2 separate regions of the Mus musculus genome follow, and region 1 is linked to region 2. A link is a contact called in public promoter capture Hi-C data. All regions are on one chromosome and are shown on one strand. The core of a region is the stretch at or near the end of the contact, and the rest is flanking DNA. Distances in the headings are between cores, read along the strand shown.

Evidence for each region. Promoter capture Hi-C pulls out the DNA fragments that hold promoters and counts their contacts.
Region 1: a contact with region 2 is called in a promoter capture Hi-C map of the HPC-7 cell line. The contact joins the promoter of Mrfap1 here to the promoter of Grpel1 in region 2. A contact is called at or near these places in 18 of 39 promoter capture datasets (the 3T3-L1 cell line, 3T3-L1-derived adipocytes, the C10 cell line and 12 more), 1 of 15 datasets of contacts at CTCF or cohesin (the NIH/3T3 cell line), 19 of 484 Hi-C or Micro-C datasets (CD4 T cells, the G1E-ER4 cell line, the HPC-7 cell line and 11 more), 19 of 115 datasets of contacts at active chromatin or transcription factors (the NIH/3T3 cell line, acute myeloid leukemia, astrocytes and 15 more) and 3 of 9 other capture datasets (adipose tissue, liver and macrophages).

The regions. Positions count from the first base shown.
Region 1 is chr5:36,793,162-36,798,772 of GRCm38.p6, reverse strand. It overlaps Mrfap1 (Morf4 family associated protein 1), which reads left to right and starts at 2,019. Exons shown (of 2, transcript NM_026242.3): 1 at 2,019-2,570; 2 at 2,829-3,906. The coding sequence starts at 2,180. The coding sequence ends at 2,557.
Region 2 is chr5:36,461,754-36,467,052 of GRCm38.p6, reverse strand. Grpel1 (GrpE-like 1, mitochondrial) reads right to left here and starts at 1,868. Exons shown (of 4, transcript NM_024478.2): 1 at 1,798-1,868. The coding sequence starts at 1,859. 2210406O10Rik (RIKEN cDNA 2210406O10 gene) reads left to right here and starts at 2,199. Exons shown (of 3, transcript NR_126488.1): 1 at 2,199-2,538.

The DNA.
Region 1 (5,611 bases), core at 770-3,269, 330 kb before region 2:
GGGCCGGGAATTCGAGAATCTTTCAAGGTCACTTAAGACTGCTGGCCTACTGTGTACTCAAACTGTTGGTATAACTCCCCTTTAAGGGAACAATGTAACAACCAGCCTTACTTGCCTTGAATTTCCCATGTAATCCACTTTTACAACCTAAGCTAATACTTAGCTATTACATTATGTACTCTTCCATGCCGCTGACCCAGACAAAACAGCAAATACAAAAATTGGAAGCAACTTCCTAAAATCTACTATAAAGTTTGAAAGCAACCGATGATTATCTGTTGAAAAATAATGATAAGTTTGTGATCTGGGTCAGTCGGGATTAGTTGGCATCAGTGACTTAATCCTTTGTTAAAGATTTCTACAAAGTGCCCCATTCCTTCCCCATTCGATGCTGATGCTTTCAAAGTCACTCAGTAAAGATGAAGCAAAGCCCTTTGTTAAGGACAGACACACCCCTCACAGAAGGACAGACAGAGTCAGAGATAAACAGATTCCCAAGAGAGCCTTTAGGCAGGCACAGATTCAGAGTCACACAACAGACAGACAGAGGACAGACAACACAGGGAGCCTGAAACACACAGTTCGGATCTGGACTCACTCTTAGTTAAACAACTCCAAGAAGAATTGCTTCTGTTTCTTTCCTTAATGTGACACTGATACATTATTGGTAACTCAGAGGGAATCACTAATGGGTACAATCCATGTGCAGGGTTTTGGGTGGATTCATGGGTTCAACTAATTTGCTGGGTTGTACAGTAGAAGCTGTCTTAGCCATAGAGATCACATTCCCACCAATTAAGACGGGAGGGAGGGGCAGAGTGAGAGGGTGAGGGAGGGGAAGGGAGAGTAGTAGCGAGAGGGAGAGAAAGAAGAGAATTTCCTGGGATCAATGTATACCAGCCTTTCCCCATGTCAGGGTTCTGCAGTCTAAGTATCCTGATGCAGTGTGCAACAGTATCCCATTGTCCTCTGAACCATTTGCTTATTCATGTTCTTACCCTGGATTATTTTTAAACAAAAGCCACTGAGTGTAGAGTCCAATTAAAGATATGCACTTTATATATGCCTATGGTTGGTTTTTGCAAAATGGTTTCACGACTTGTGGTTAGAAAACCAGTGAGATACATAGTTTAGATTCCTGAGAAAGTACTGTCTGATCGTAGACTAAGAATTCGGCATCTCCCCTTAAAGTTCAGTGTTGGTTGAGTAACAGTTACGCAAATGTAGTCGTCTGAGCCAACTTCTGTCCTTTCCACAGCAAGTGATCACCAACTGAATGTGACCTGGGGCCTCAGAAAGCATCAGACAATAGTTTCACCTTAGGAAGCCAGGAGCTCTGTCAGGTAAAAACACACCCAGCCACTCCGTCAATCAAGATATGATAATTCACTTAAACTAACCAAAGGGGCGGAGCTATGAGCAGGATGACTGTCCACACATGGCTTTCCAAGATTCCTCTTTCCCCAGTTTCGAAAAACTGTTTTTGTTGTTGTTGTTGTTGTTTGTTTGGTGGTTTTGATTTGTTTTGAAACAGGGTCTATGTACTGAACTCACTATGTACACCAGGATGACCTCAAACTCAAGGATCGGTCTGCCTGCCGCCTCTACCTCCCAGGTGCTGGAATTAAAGGCGGGCTCTTTTTCTTTTTTAAAAGTAAACTTGTCGGGTGCGGTGGCTCACACCTGCGACACGGGAAGCTACGGCAAGAGGACTGCCTAGAGTTCAAGATCAGTTTAAGCCAAATAATTGAGTTCCAGGCCAGCCTTGGCTACAGCGTGAGGTCCTGTTTCAAAAAGTAAATAAATAAAATCGGAATAAGATACAGGAAGGGACGAACTTCGCATCACCCAGAGCAGCTGCAAAAGCTGCGAAAGGGAGGCCGACCTAATGTCAGCGCGCGGCCGCAGAGGCGCTCGCCCCGCCCCTTCGTGGACGCGAGCGCGCCCGCCCCTTTCAGCGCGGCCGTAAAGAGGGGGCGCGGAGGTGTCGTGAAAGGGGTCGCAAAGCGCCGAGCGCTGGTTGACGGTTGAGACTCCATTTTGTTCGTCGCTCGCCCGCTCGGCAGTCACTCGTCTCCGTGGCTTCTCCGAGGCGGAAAGTTGGACCGGCGGCGGAAGTTTTGAGGACTCGGCCCGAGCTCCGTCCGTGAGGGTCGTGCAGACGAGCAGAGCAGCGGCGATGCGGCCCCTGGACGCGGTGGAGCTGGCGGAGCCCGAGGAGGTGGAGGTGCTGGAGCCCGAGGAGGACTTCGAGCAGTTTCTGCTGCCCGTCATCCACGAGATGCGCGAGGACATCGCGTCGCTGACGCGCGAGCGCGGGCGCGCGCCGGCGCGCAACCGGGGCAAGCTGTGGGAGATGGACAATATGCTGATCCAGATCAAGACGCAGGTCGAGGCCTCCGAGGAGAGCGCCCTCAACCACCTGCAGGGTGCCGGCGGCGCCGAGCCCCGCGGCCCCCGGGCGGAGAAGGCCGACGAGAAGGCGCAGGAGATGGCGAAGATGGCCGAGATGCTGGTGCAGCTCGTGCGGCGGATAGAGAAGAGCGAGTCTTCGTGAGGAGCCGGCCGCGGTAAGGGCGGGAGCCTGGCGGGGCGTGGGCGACGGTGGGGGAGGAGGCTGGCTTGTCGCCTCGGGAGTAAACTAGGCCCCCCCTGGGGAAGGAGTAATAGCAAATCGTCGGCGGGGAGACCGTGGAAGTTTCCAGATGGTGCTGGAGAGCATGGGGCCCTAAGTGAGACAGCGTCCAGAAGGGGGCCGGGTATTTGCTTTGCTGTCCGGACAGCGTGATTAACCTCTCGGTGATGAATCTCTCCCGCCCGTGCCTTAGGTTTCCAGCCAATGGATTCTGGTTGAGTGATGGCGATTGGCTGACATGACACCCTGGAGAAGCTGAAACCAGAGAGCCTTTTGTTTTCCTTTTTTTTTTTTTTTATCTCCTTCTTATTTTTTTTTCTTTTCCCCTCTGTCTTCCCTCTGTTTCTCACTGACACTACGTTTCTGCTATGGTCTGCGGTTGACGACCTCGATATGAGTTTTTGATTATTCGGTGGTTCCTTTTTTTTGTTTGTTTGGGGGAAATAACTTTGATTTGGAAAATGCGCTCACATACGGGAATTAGGGCCTAGATTGTAAGCCCTGTGGCAGTTGAATAACGTTCATTCCTGGCCTTTGGTTGTTGTTCCTAAATTTTGAGGTGCTTTGCTCTTTCTTGGGTGACCTGATAGCTCCCTGAACTTTGAATCTCTGTGACACTTGAGACTCAGAGTTGAAGCTCACCGCCTCTGAAAGTTCTGAAGGAGCTGTGTTAATTCTCGAAGACTCCATGCAGCAATGGCAGAAGAGACCAGACTTCATCCGGGACAGTGGATGGGCCTTACATGGCTAGGACTGATGACCTGGGAGAAGGGTCGGAGGATAGTATTGTTTCTATTGGGGGACTTTAATTTCTGTGTGAGACCAAAGGAGGAGAGATGTATTTTGTGCAAAATTTAAATTTTATGTGCTACACTATCTATTGTAACCTGCCTGGTGAGTTTGTTGGGACAGCCTAACTCATTTCTAAAAGAAATGGAACCTCGGATGGGAGAAGAGGTCTTGTTAGTCTGTACAAGTTGGTATCCCCATATATTCGAGGAGATCCTGGCCATAAAATGAAAGATCCTTGCAATACCCTGTGTGGCCTAGGAAGGAAAACCTGCAATGGACCCAAAACTTAAAAGAAGAGGCGTCTTAAAGGTTCATATGTAGTCGAACTATAAATGTATGAGTGGCAGACCTGATAAGCGTTTGAGGTCAAAACCCTTACCATGTTGAAAACAAAATCTTACATGTTAATAAAAGTATTCGTTTGCTTGAAAAGATCAGCCCGGAGAGTTACTAAGAAATATTAAGTGAAGTCTTCCTTCAGTGGCCTGTGTTTAGTTTAAATGAACATTCTCCAGTTTTGGGAGTCTGGGTAAGCAGAAGGGGATTTCGACTGCTGTAGGAAACGTGAGAATAGGAAAGTCTTGATTCCTAGTAGCAAGTCCACAGTCTTAGCCTCTGAGACCAGTCCTTTTACTTGCCTTTTACTTGACTCCTGTTCTTTACCAGTCTTGATGATACAACAGCAACAATGTATTGACTCCCTTCAGACAAGAAGGGCTGGGTCCCCAACTGCTGGGATTGACCCTGTGTGGCCATCATCTCATTCCTAGGTGGCCAAAGTCTAGGGCCCTCCCTTTTAAGGACACCCCACCCTAGACATCTTAGAATTCTTGTGTCTGCTGAGGGAACTGCAGCCCAGCCTAACTTCTGACTGCTCTGCATGTTCCTATCCGGGAGTGACCATTGAACCTCACGTGTATGGTTCCTTCTTGGTACTGCTGAGGCACCAGCTTCTGGGCTCTTAACAGATGCAATTGCCTTAGAACATGGCAGGGGTAAGGAAGGCTTTCCAGAGTGTTGTTTTGATAAGCTTGGCCTTGGATGAGCACAACCTCAGAAGTCAGGAAGAATGGGATAGGCCAGGCACAGGGAAATGAGACCAGACACTGGTGTGGGTTCTAGTAGTGGGGCCAAAGGTCCAGTAAGAATGTGACTCAGGAGGTAACCAACAAGAAAAGGCCATGTTTGGCACATTGCTATGTACTTTATTCAGAATTTATTTGCCACAGATAAACCTTTACTGTCCCAATGTAGCATATCGCATTGGGTTGCTGATTTTAAAGTGATAATCAGGGCCACAGAGATGGCAAGCCTTCCACTAACCCTAAGGAACTAAGTTTGATCTCAGGGACCCACATGGTAGAAGTCAGGAACTGAGCCTTGAAAGTGGCCCTCTGACCTCAACATGCCTTACTGCAACCTGTGCCCCATCTATAAATATATATATTAAATTTTAAATGGCAAGAGAAATGGTTCAGCAGTTAAGGGCACTTGTTGCTCTTGAAGAGGACCCAAGTTCAGTCCCCAACACCCACATGGCAGCTCACAACTCTCTGTAGCCCTTGATTAAGAGGATTCAACACTCTTGAACGTCCAAGACACTGGCATGCATAGTACACATGCATGCAGGCAAACATACATAAACATAATCAAAAGGTTTTTTGTAAATAAGACAGTTCAAGATAGAAGTTCTCTCCTAAGCAATTGAATTATCTAACCTTACCAACATTACATATATTTTAACATATGGCTCCTCCTAGCTTCATCCTGGTTTTAGACAGGTTTTCATTGTATAGCTCAGGCTGGCCCCACTCTGGAGTCCCCTAAGAGTGCATCAGCTTTTGAGAAGAAACAATAACAACAACAAAAAACCCTGAAGCTTAACACCCCTCCCAACCACCCTTCTAAAACTAACTTGGAAGCTTCCCTGTGTGAACATCTATGTCTGTGTGGTTCCCTCTTTACAGAAAGGAGGTGTCGCCCACCTGGGGTGATGGGATGCTTGGCACAGACCCATGAAAGAGCCTCTGGTGAGCACAGCTCTGGCTTCTGAGCACTCGGCAGTAGAGGATGTTCTTGAAGAAAGCAGTTTTAATGTTGGTGGCCACGGCACAACACGGGGTGAGGGACACGTTAATGGATGTCTGGCTCCAGGAGAGGCCATCCTGACGAAGCAGGGGAACA
Region 2 (5,299 bases), core at 619-3,118:
GCTGAGTCCTGGGATTACAGTGTGTGCTCTTGTGCACAGGTCCACAGCAGGCCCAGGTGAGTTACAGAGTAGGGTGGGTAAGAGAGATACATCTCAGGAACTGGGAATCACTTGGACAGAGAGATGAAAGTGGGAGTGTATGCAGAGGAAATGGGAAGAGAAGTCCAAAGGAGTCCTGGAAGTGAGTCTGAAGAGGCAGCCAGAAGAGGTGTGGGATCTCTGGGGCTGGAGTTACAGGTGGCTGACCTACCCAGTGTGGATGATGGGAATTAAACCTGGGTCCTCCACAAAAGCAGCCAGTGTATAACCAATGAGCCCCATCCATCTCTCTCTGGCTCCAGCAGTGATCTTTTAATTTTATTTTTACTTTCACGCTTTTAAAAAGTCTAAGAATCTGGGCTGGAGAGTTGGGCTCAGTGGTTGAGAGCATGTTCCTCTTGTGGAAGACCTGACTTTGATTCCCAGCTAACAACTACCTAACTCTAAGAGTTCCAGGGTATCTGACACTTTTCTGAACTCTGAAGGCACTTGGCATACACATGGACATACACATACAAGCAAAACATCCACACACGTAAGTTTAAAAAAGAAAGATCAGTAATTAATTCTGAGAAGCAAAATTATGCTAAGAATATAAAAACCTACAAAATGTGAAGGCTGCCTTCACTATGAATTATTTCCACCCCTAGGAGTGACCACCACAGCCTTTCAGCAGATCAGTTTTGCTGTATAGATCCTTTCAGGGCAGGAATTCCTAGGGCTATGTCTCGGAGGAAAGAGGGAAGCCAAGCTTATGGGATACTGTGGAGTTATGACTTCCTACTAGAGCATCTTTCTTCAAAACCACAATTTCAGAGATAGACATGAACCAAGCTGGGGGATGGGACAGGGCCGGATGGGATGGGAAATGGGGGTTCTTTCCTGTCAACTCTAAACAGAGCACCACAAATAGGAAGTGCTTCCCCCGGAATACTTCAGACTCCTCCCTGCTTTGCACAACATAGACCTGTTTTCATCTTTTAGTCACAAGTACGAGATCATCCGCCTGCTCACTCTCACCCGCTGAAAAGGCCAGCTCCCGTTCACTCCGTTTCCATAAGACTCAGGCAAAGTCTCTCTTTTTTTAATCAACCAAAAACTTGGTCCTAGCAGGGAACAAGCTAAAGATACTGAGCCTAACTTTGGAGATGCGACTCAAAAACCTGAAGCCACGGGTAAAAGTAAAGATGGCAAAAATGGGCATTGTCTAAATAAACTGCACACACACTGGCTTTCTTGCTCCTTGGACCTCACATTCCGCGGAGGGCAAAAGTGGGGGAAGGAATGTGAGTGGAAAAAGCCCACAAACCAGGCAGTACACATCCTGGACTGGATTAGGGATTAGCAACCCCAGCCCCTGGTCGGGCGGGCTTCTGCCTGGCTGCCTGACCTTGGGCAAGTCTCCCGCTTCTAAGCTTGACTTTTGCAATTCCAGGAGGGGTGGTGCCCCTATGCCCGAGAGAGTGCCGTGTGTCACCAGACAAACAAATGGCGGAGCCTTCCACCTGACGCATCACCCAGATCCCCGCATTTACGCCCCAGCGTCCCCACTTCTCGTCTCTTGAGCCCAGTTCGCGCAGTGCCGCACAGTAAACACCAGGACAGCCGCGCGTTGAGAACAGGCACAGGGACTCGATGGTGAGGATGTGACTTCAGGGTGCACGGGCACCGCCTGCGGGGACCAGTCCTGCCGCTAAACCCCCCACCAGAGCTCTCGGCCGTGAGTGAGGCCGACGCAGAGGAGTGAAGCTCTCTTACCTGAACGACAGTGCCAAAGCCGGGAGGCTGCGGCGCGCCAGCCTCACACACCGAGCCGCCATGACTGCCCCCGAGGTCGCGTCACTGCGCCCACACTGAGCATGCGCGGACGCCCCTTACACCGGTTTTCCCACCTACTGCTGCTTTTTAGCTAATCCGTGACCGCTGTTGTTCTGATGGACAGACCATTTCCACCAATAATTACGAGTCATGACGGAATTCTGTTTCCTCCTTCTCCGGTGGGCGGAGACTGAGGCTTCTGGGAGCCCCGGAAGGTGAGGAGGTGAAAGGTGAGGTGGGAGGAGTGGAGGAAAATGGAGCTTCTGTGGGCGTGGTCGCGCCAGGGGACAGCCAATGAAGAGGAAGAGCGTCAGGGCGGGCAGAAGGCGGCGAGCGCTAGGCGGGGACCCGGGAACTCGTGCCAAGTGACTGGTGCTCGCTTTAGGCTCCTGCTACCTTCTGCGGGCGGAACGTGGGTGTCCCGGGAAGGGACGGACCCCATCTCTACTATGCCGCAAGCGCGTTGTGTCAACAGGCTGGCTGTGGACGGCCCGATGAGCGTTACTTGATTTTGTACTTTCGGCCACCTCCAATTTTCTCAGAACGCAACATAAGAAAAAAAAAAACTAACAGCAGTGTGTGCAGGAGAGCTTCGAAAATATGGGTGCTGATGTTTGGTCACTGCTATGGGGGAGGTCGCAGAGCTGAGAGTTGTCGGAGGACGTTTTCTGTCCTGTCTAGGTATGTGCAGCTTCTTCCTTCCTCCCCCCGGCTCCCGCAAATCTCGAGACAGAACGCTTCGTCCGTGGACTACGGCTTGTGTGTGCTCTCGGCGGATCTCTTGAGTTCTAGGCCAGCCTGGTCTACAGAGTGAGTTCCAGGTCAGCCAGAGCTACACAGAGAAATTTTGTCTCGTAAAACAAACCAAACCAAACCAACCAAACAAACAAACAAAAAAGGGACCAAAATTCTATTATTTAATTTCGCTCTTTTAAAAATCATTTCCCCAGCACATGCTGCCTTTTGCCCGCCGTGGGCGTGGGGCAGAGCATGTCCACACAAAAAGCACAGCTCTCACCTCATAGGAAATAAGTTTATTCTGGAGTCATTTATGAGTGACTGGCCCAGAAACAGTTTTAGGACACCTGTGTTCCAACGTGAAAACAGTTTCAGGACGTTTGCATAGTAGCAGAACAAAGAAAGCCACAACTCAAGACATAAAATATATTAGTGAAAACATTAAGTAGGTGATTATAGCAAACGGGAATCTCAGCTGTAGTCCGCAGATGCTATTTGATAGCAAGCTTAGCCCTTTGGTGGAGATTAGAGTTTTGTTACTGTGTTACCAAGATTTTAATCGTCTTTTCCTGCTGTTAGGTCTGACACTGAGTGGGGCAGGGAATCTATTTAATGAACTAAAGATAGCCCAAGATAAATTGTAACTAGGCTCTGCACCTGCAAGGTTCAGCATCTCCAGTCATTGAGGCTTTAATCCGTCAATTGGCCTTTGCAGACAGTTTCTTTCCAGGAATCCTGGTTCACTGGTGTTTTGTAGGACAAGTGACCTGATTTGTTAATTCATTAGGGCTGGGGTCGAGTAAGAGGAGAAGGGATACTTAGAGCACCAATGAAATCAAGAGACATAATTGGATTGAGTCTATGGCACTTGGTTGTGATGGAACAAACCAACCGTGAAAAGGGCAGGGGACTGGAGTGGGACGGGTATCAGATGGTTATTCAGTGCGCTGGCCCTTTTGTTAGGGAACAATATGGGCCAATGGGCAGAGCTCTGGATGGGAATATTTATGGTACATTGTCATATTGGCTGGCAAGGGCTTTAAAAAATACTCTAGTTTTAAAAGGTGAGGTTTCTTGTAAGACTGTGGGAAAGTGATGACATTGTTGAAGCCGGCGATGAATACCATGGGGCTTATACAGTTTCCTTTGAAACTTTCTGAAATAAGACTTAGACCTCCTGTGGCTTTCCCTGGCAGTAACACCAGGTCACCAGATTTCTTCTGTCCTGAACATGGTTCCTCTTAAATCTTGGGTCTTCTCATTTGCTGAAAGGCGTCAAAGAAATGAGAATGCCCGTGACCAGCACATCTGTAAGCAGAGACAGATGAAGAGTTAGAGCTGCTGTGTGTGGAGGTATGGGTCTTCCCAGGGGTGAGGACCCTGGGGACTCTGAATCCCTTCTCAAGCTGGGGTTCTCCTGCCAGGAGGCATACGGGCCTGTGCTGCCACCTGGCGACCCACTCAGGAACTACTTGAGTGGGGGCCATCTCCTGAGGTTACCATCTTAGGCAGTTCTGTAGTCCCCGTGAGGTCCAGAACTTCACCACCCACCCGGGCAGCAGTCTACACAAGGAGATGGAGCTGCCTGGAGAAAACACTTAGGTTAGCTCTCTGAGTTCACATTTAGCAGTTGTCATGGACGGCCCAGCAGAGACAGGGATGCTGGAAGATCAAATGAACACGTGGGGTGGCCCCAGAGAGGATGAAGTGGTGTTTACAAAGAAAGCCAGTCCTCAGAAGGTCCTGAAGATGGCCCCACAGCTTGACTGTGGGCGTGATATGCATTCCAGCATAATGTCTGCTGTGTGTCAGGTGCTTTAAGATGTCCTCTTATGGATCAGACCCAAGACTTGCTGGGCAGAAAAGTGGTTGGCCAGGTTAGGTGAATCACAGAAGAAGACAGGGCTCTTGAATATTCCTTTATATTGCCCAGCATGCACCACTGGGGTGGAAAGCAGAACCAGCGCTGACTCCAAACGTCCAAATGTCACTGCCTTCAGTGACATGGTGGTGGTGCCTCAGGTAAGGGGTGGCTCTTCATCCCCTCATGCAACTTGGAGTCGTCCAGTTTGGAAACATCTAGTATTGAGGGATGTGGGGGTTCACCTTCTTTACTACCCTGACTGGATTGGAATCACCTAGGGGAGACACGTGGGGGCATGTCTATGATACTATCACAGAGAACCCCCGGAGAGGTTGAACTGAGGGAAGATCCACTCTAAATGGGAGTGGCAGCATCCCGTGGACTGAAGCCAAGACGAGAATAAGAAAGCCTGCGGAGTACCCGCTGCTGTCTGTTGCCCTCTGCTTCCTCATCCTGGAAATGTGAGCGAGCAGCCTTGAGCTCCTGTCGGTGCCTCCCTCACCAGGATGGACTCTAACCCTCTTGAACCAAAATGAGCCCTTCTTCCCTTAGGGTGCTTCTTGCCAGCTGTTTTGTCACAGTAATGGAAGAGGTAACTAGGAAACTAGGAGTAGCAGGCAGTGCTCTAGATGGACTCCAAGGACCATCCCGCACCTTCCCCATCACTCAGTCAGACACTAGGTCTAGGTGCTTCTGGGCAGGAGCTTGCACTTGGTATCCATGTCCCAAGTCCATTGTTCTTGAGGTAGAGAGCGACTTGTAAGTTTGAGGTTTTAAGTCCTTTAAAAGCAGCCAGCAGTAAAGTTCAGGTGAAATTGGGAGAAAGCCTAGAGTCCCCAT